2 separate regions of the Xenopus tropicalis genome follow, and region 2 is linked to region 1. The links are chromatin contacts, called in public Hi-C maps. All regions are on one chromosome and are shown on one strand. The core of a region is the stretch at or near the end of the contact, and the rest is flanking DNA. Distances in the headings are between cores, read along the strand shown.

What was found. A called contact is a pair of places that touch in the nucleus more often than the background predicts.
Region 2: a contact with region 1 is called in a Hi-C map of brain, with 5 times the contacts expected there. The contact joins the promoter of nova1 here to the enhancer-like site in region 1. A contact is called at or near these places in 2 of 5 Hi-C or Micro-C datasets (brain and tailbud embryo).

Annotation. Positions count from the first base shown.
Region 1 is chr8:112,056,928-112,060,346 of UCB_Xtro_10.0, forward strand. The region is part of intron 2 of nova1 (neuro-oncological ventral antigen 1); the gene reads right to left. Among named protein-coding and RNA genes, the nearest start is that of nova1, 34 kb to the right of the region's middle. Within about 2 kb of position 1,809, at least 1 of the 11 cell types and tissues checked has an H3K27ac peak or open chromatin away from gene starts, as enhancers often do.
Region 2 is chr8:112,090,623-112,094,041 of UCB_Xtro_10.0, forward strand. It overlaps nova1 (neuro-oncological ventral antigen 1), which reads right to left and starts at 1,727. Exons shown (of 5, transcript NM_001102869.1): 1 at 1,383-1,727. The coding sequence starts at 1,518.

The DNA of each region.
Region 1 (3,419 bases), core at 559-3,058:
AAAATGTACCTAAGCTTTTAAACTCATTATTACAGGAGGCACAAAATGGTAATGGGCGTCCCTATCTTCAGTAAAGTAGTACAAAGTAACAGCACTGTGTCTCATTTGTGTGTATCTGCTGCAAATCAATTGAGATTGACGCAATGACTTCAGTGTGTGTTTAACATGGATAAATAATTGGGCAGTTAGTGGGTCAGTGGGTTACATTTTATGTCTCCAATGGAGCGGGGATGCTCAATTTAATTGACTAGGAAAATGGTTTATAGGTCCCCACTAGTTTATTTTAATCTATCCCCTCTATCTGCCTATAACCCTCACCCCCTGTATGTGGCACAGTGTCTTGGGATTTTCCTGTTGAAATATATATATATATTTTTTTTTATTTTAATGATGAAAGCTCTAATTCTTTGTGCTGACAGGGCTCTCTCAGGTCCTCCGAGATGCAGTCAGAACCCCTGTACCTCTGGTAGCTAAGCCACTTATCTGTCCCGTCTATGGTAGTGAGACGGAAAAAGAAATTAGAGCAACTGAATAATTTTACACTGAGGCAAAAGGTTTTTTTTCCTGTCATACAAAATGAAGGACGATATCAAAGGAAAGCAGAGTTAGCGAGACAGGACTGTTCTATTCCCAGGAGCCAGGTAGCCACGTCTCCTAACTGCTTGTGACATTTTATATAGATTTATACACAGGCACCTCCCCTCTGGTTCCTAGAAATTAGGTCAGGCTCCTAGAGTAGACTGGTAGTCTTCTAACCTGAGAAGAAATGCTACACGGTACTAAGCAACCTCGATTTGGAGGAGAGAACTTGATTTTAAATCTATGGAATATGTGTGGGTGTTTATCTTTAGGCAAGGGGTTCAAGAGGTGACTGGGCCCTATACAAACATTGCGGCAGGCAATTTATGGTCTTGGCAAATCCATGAATACGGAATGGGCAAGCCTAAATATTCTCCAGAACACCACTCATGTGCCTATTTAGGTCACAGTACAGTACCTAACTTCAAAAGCCCAATGCTAATTAAATGCCATAAAGAAAGAAAGTAATGCATGTGAATAACAGCAGCACCGGCCGGAGTGAGTATGGGGAGGTTTGGATACCATATATGTATATATACTGAATTGTTTTGATCTGATATATATATAAGTGTGTGCCTCAGCCTTTATATATATATATATATATATAACGAGAAAGGAGACTGCCGGCACTCACGAAATACCCGCTTTAGTTGCCTGGGTGCAGTGTTCAATCAGCATAAACAGAAAACATCCAGAAGCCGCACTCACAGGTCTTAAGTTGAGAAAACGAAATCTTTATTGCCAGGAGAGTGAACTAACGTTTCGGCTGTTACACCAGAGTTTGTCAAACTTTGACAAAGGCTGGTGTAACAGCCGAAACGTTAGTTCACTCTCCTGGCAATAAAGATTTCGTTTTCTCAACTTAAGACCTGTGAGTGCGGCTTCTGGATGTTTTCTATATATATATATATATATATATATATATATATATATATATATATATATATATATAGAAAAAGGCTGAGGCACACACTTATGGGGATTACAACCTGGGTGCAAATCAGAAAAACAATGTAAATATGTAAAAAATGCTGATGCACACCAGGAAAATTTCATCAAAAAGAGATACTTATTTTATTTAGATCGACGTTTCGGTCCTCAACCGGGACCTTTATCATATATGGTGTTTTGCAAAATCAGATCTTTTTAGGCACATATACACAGGCACAAAGATACTGTGACAGGTCATTGCTGATACCATTTTCCAGCAGCAGAGGGAAGCAACCCTTAGTGACATGCTCTATTGAGCCTATAGATGCGGGCCCCTGGTTGGATTGCACAACCATGCATACAATCCAGAGAACTGGGTTTGCAGGCAGCAATGAGTTAGGGAAATGGTGACTACAAAAAAAACTAGGCTACAATGTTATATAGCTATTGGCAAAAGTCTGTGTACTGTAGGGGATGGTCAATATGTAATGCTGCACTGAGACAATAAGGGCTCATTTACGACTCAACGCAAAGTGTGAAAAGTGCAGTTTCGGAAGCAATGACTTGTAGACTGGTAGGACCTGTTTTGATGGGCCCCTATGTGCTACATATGCTCTTAGAGCATATATAGCAAATATACCAAATGAATTCCAGCAATTTTGCCAGCAACAAGTGAAAAAGTGGAACTGAAATTTGTGCTGAATTCTGCAGATGTTGTCTGCCTACTCTAGGGGGCAAACTGATTTTTGTCTTAGCGTAACCTTACTCTAAGAATCTTTTCATCAGAGTTTCTTTTTCCCCACTTCTAGCGGGGATAGGCTAAGCATCCATCCTATCCAGGAGATAATGAAACTAATGACCCTGCACTGGCAAGATATGTAATGGGCTCATCAGACATGATTGATGGGAGCTCCTTGACTGAATTGGGGGGTTAGCGTGCTGTTCTGGCTGTTCTATCCTATATTTGTAGGTTCTGTAGCCAGCAAAGGAATGTAAGAGCATGGGGAGTTTCAGGGGCCTTAGTTAAAGCTGCAGAGAGAGGAGAGGCAGCTGTTCTTTCCTAAGCAATCATCACAGCTATTAAAATATGGGGCTGCTCCTTATCTCCATGGCACAGGCCTCAGCCAGGCATTTACTCATTTTTCAGCCCATCTGTGGTGGGAAAATAGGCCCTGACTGACCTCTGATCCCTTCATTTACTTTGACATACACTTTTTAAAATTAATTAGAGAGAAGGATATTTCCTGTATCGGAACAAAATAGCTGTATATGTAACCCTAGGATGGAATCATTTCAAGGCTTCTTTGAGGCCAAACAGTTTATCCCAGAAGTAACTAGTACTGCCTTACTGGTGTATACATAGAGATCTTTCATTCTAATCATATTTAACAAGGTTTACTCACAGATCTAAAAAAAAATTTAAAAAAGAATTAAACCAAATAGGCTTGTTTTGCCTCCAATAGGGATTATTTATTCCTTAGTTGAGATAAAGTACAAGCTACTGTTTTATTATTACAGACAAAAAGAAAATCATTTTTAAGAATTAGAATTATTTGCTTATAATAAAGTCCATGGGAGATGGTCTCCGTGTGATTGGGAACTTTCTGGATAACTGGTTTCCGGATAACAGATCCCATACCTGTATAAGCAACTTTCCAAAGTGCATAATTATCATTGGTTATATTAAGAAACATAATTGATACAGAATGGAATATTTATCCATTCCTCTTATTTGTAGTACCGGTTCTGATTCTTGAAACCATGTAGCAGGAGCTAGCTGATTAACAGACCTGTGAAGAAACATGCAAGGCATTGTGGGAACTGGGATTTACTTCATTGTGTCAGAAACAGCAGTTCAGTAAGGGACCAATACTATCTTCAATCATAATTACATTTACAAATAAAGTAGT
Region 2 (3,419 bases), core at 477-2,976, 34 kb after region 1:
GTCTCACCTCTGAACAGCATGTTTAATTTGTAAGCATTAAGTGGTTGCCAAGAAGAAGGAAAAAAAAAACCTCAATGTAATGTGGAATCACTTCCCCTACTAATCCCAATGTATTTCCTTAGCTCCTTTCAATCTCTCATGATCCTCCTATAAGCTTATTAATTAAAGCAGTTTAAGAAGATTTCGCCCCCCCTTTTTATTTCTAACTGATCTAAAGCTTAAGCCACTGTTGTTTTTGGGTGTGTGTGTGCAGGTCATCAAGCAAAAGGCAATGCGCACCCAAGACACCAAAAAAAAAAAAAAACCCCAAAAATACCCTATGCAGAATTCTGTTTACATATAGACAGCGGTGACAGCTATAATGCCTGCTCGCTGAATGAAATGAGGAGAAAATGTAGCATGTGGGGTGTTTTTAATATATAACAAGTCACTGACTTTGCATAACCTCAACATGTTCCAGAAAATATATATCCCTGTACAGTTTATGATAAAAGTGCAGGTCCATTTGTGGTTCCTGTGCTGGTAGCATACATCCAAGCCAAGAAAAAAAAAACCCACTGATCCTCCTTGCAAATCCTCAGCAAATGCATTCACCTCTGCATCGTTGCATTGTTATGCCTCCAATAGAAATGAACGTGAAGATGCTGGGACACATCACCAGGATGCAGAAGAAGCACCCCCCCAGCTCCTGTGAGCTGAGCCTCTCACTCTCTTCCCCCTCCCCCAGCTCACAATTGATGATGGGGTGAATAAAAAAGAGACACAGACTATTGCTCCAAAATCTGGGCTGTGTAGAACTGCAAATGTTAGACTTGATACATAGAAAAAGATGCCCAGAAACAATAAGAGGGGGACCGAGAGGTGCAGCCACTGTGATGTGTAGCTGACTGCTCTGGTCCCTGCCTCCTCCATGCATCTTCCAGTACTGGGGTTTAACCCCTTAGTTACAGGAGGGATGCTGAGTGCTGGTGCAGCATTATAGCCCCATCTTCATTAGCAATGGGGTGCCACCACATTAAAAATCACAAATGGACCTCCTTCCCCAACATCTTTCCCAATGCCACTTATCCCAATTCACACTGATTACAAGGAAGCTCTGTCTCTCTGCACCCGCTATCCCTTACGGGGAGGTAGGGCAGCATTGCCAGCTGTATTGCAATGAAAGCACCACTAAGGATGAGGATGAGAGCCATAAAATCACTACAATAATAAGAGATGAAGACGCCATTTTGACCATAGATTACAATAGACAAGCTTCAGCAAGAAGCCTGAACCATGCAGTGCAGACTACCGGGCCAGAACATGCATATATGTAGGGGGGGAGAAACATTCCAGTAATACAGATAAGGAAGCCTTTGCAGGCTTGCAGCTGGTGCACTTACCTCCAGTATTGGTCCTCTTCGTGCTTCCAGCCTCTGGGGGTGCTTCCAGGGGTCGCTTTCTGGAGTCTGGGGGATCAAGGTCTATGGGGACAACGCCGTGGGTCCCGTTCTGCTGGATGGGAGCTGCTGCCATCATCTTTACAGGCTGCAGCAGGGCTGAGAGCACAGGGGGACACCGTGGGGCAGGGGGTGGGGGTACAGGCTGAGGCAGGAGGAGAGTGAGGGGGGGACCCCACTACCTGCACTGCAAGCACTGCAAAAGGGAGCCCCCAGATGCACCTCAAAAAATACAGACACAGCAATACAAGGGAGAAGGGGAAAACAGAGAAAGAGGGAGAGAGAGACAGGAGAGCAGCCCAAAATAAATAAATAAAAGACAAGCCAGGAGGGGGAGGAAGGGATGGAGAGAGAGAGAGAGAGGGAGACAGAGAGAGAGAGAGAGGAGAGGGGGAGGAGTGCAGAAATGGCAGGCGGAAAATAAAGCAGGAGGCTGGGAAGACACAGAGAATAGGGGAGGGTGCAGTGATGGGGAGGAAGGGGGGGATGAAGAAGGGCCGAGGAGGAAAAGAAAAGAGTGAGAGAGAAAGATGTGTATGTGTGTGAGAGAGGAGCAGTGCGGATTGCAGGCTCTGACTTGGTTCCTTGCTTTTCTCCTCCCCCTCTTCTCTCTTTTGTTTCCTAATAATCCCCCTGCCTGCTGCTCACACTGGCTCTCTTGTGACTGCTGGTGCTCCAGCGTTCTGTCCTCTCCTGGCTGGGGTCTGAAGTGTCTGTGTATAGAAAGGATGCTGCTGCTGCCGCTGCTACTGCTGCTGTAGCACATCCCAACCCAGCATCCCACACAAAGGCTCTATGCTGCCTACATTTACTCTACCTATGTAGGTCAGCCCTAGCATGCACCATGCCAAACCTGTGCTCATATCTCACTACAAAATTACATTTTATATTTCTCTTGCACCCTGGTGGATTCTAATGACTATAAATAACACACACACGCTTTCAGAGGGCTTGTTCAAAATAAAAAAAAAAAAAAGAAGGGCAAGTGAGAAGCAGATCTGTCATTTGTATTCTCTCGCTCCACGCTCAGCACCTAAAGGTAGGTAGGACGAGTTACAGCCACTAACAGCTATGATTATGCATTATTAATTCAACCATAATTTAGAAGTCACCTGCTTGAAAAATTAACCATTTCACAATGAAAGGGAGATGTCAGGTTTGAATTATGTGCCTGACAAAAACCCATTTTTATGGATCAGTGCAATGCCAGAATATCAAGTATTACACTGCTATCTCCCAACAAGAGAGCCACACGGGTACTGAATGAAAGGCACCCATCAGTTATCATTACATGTGTGTCACCCATGTAACTGCTGCAAGATGGTGATTGGGTCTTTATCAGGCATTGATTTAAAAGCATGTTATATAGATGCTGAATATGAAGAAAGGTTAATATTAGCCTTGAGCAACCCAAATCGCTTTACTTTATAGTTTGATACCCTAATTCCCTTAAGATTCTGAGGAACAAACAAAAGATAGGACATTCTGGAGAAATACAGTGCATATGACGGCTCATTTACAAACGCAGAATGGAGGCAAAACTAAACTCATTGATGCTATTTTGAAAGGTATTATCACTCCTTTGCAACTTGTTGTAAGCAAAAGAAATCTAGAATCACCATCAGCCTGGATCTGGCACTGATTTAAGGGTTCCCTTAGCTGCTTAGCAGCAGTAGCCACAACTGACTTGCACCAAGGGAACTTGAATCCAAAAAATGTTGCATCCCGTGCAAGTTGAAGTGGACTCTTAGAACCAGGCCAAGAGGTACTTCCACCCTAGACAAAGGTGCCTGTACTACCACCCAATCTGCAACCCCAAACCAACCCACCTTGTACCCCCTTCAGCACTGATACCAGACATTTAGAGAAAGCAACAGGGGCATGTGCCTAGCACTCACATCTGCACTACTTATCAGGTGCCCACTATTACGCAGGAATTATTTGGGAAAACACTGCATTGTGGGTAAAAAGCAACTGACA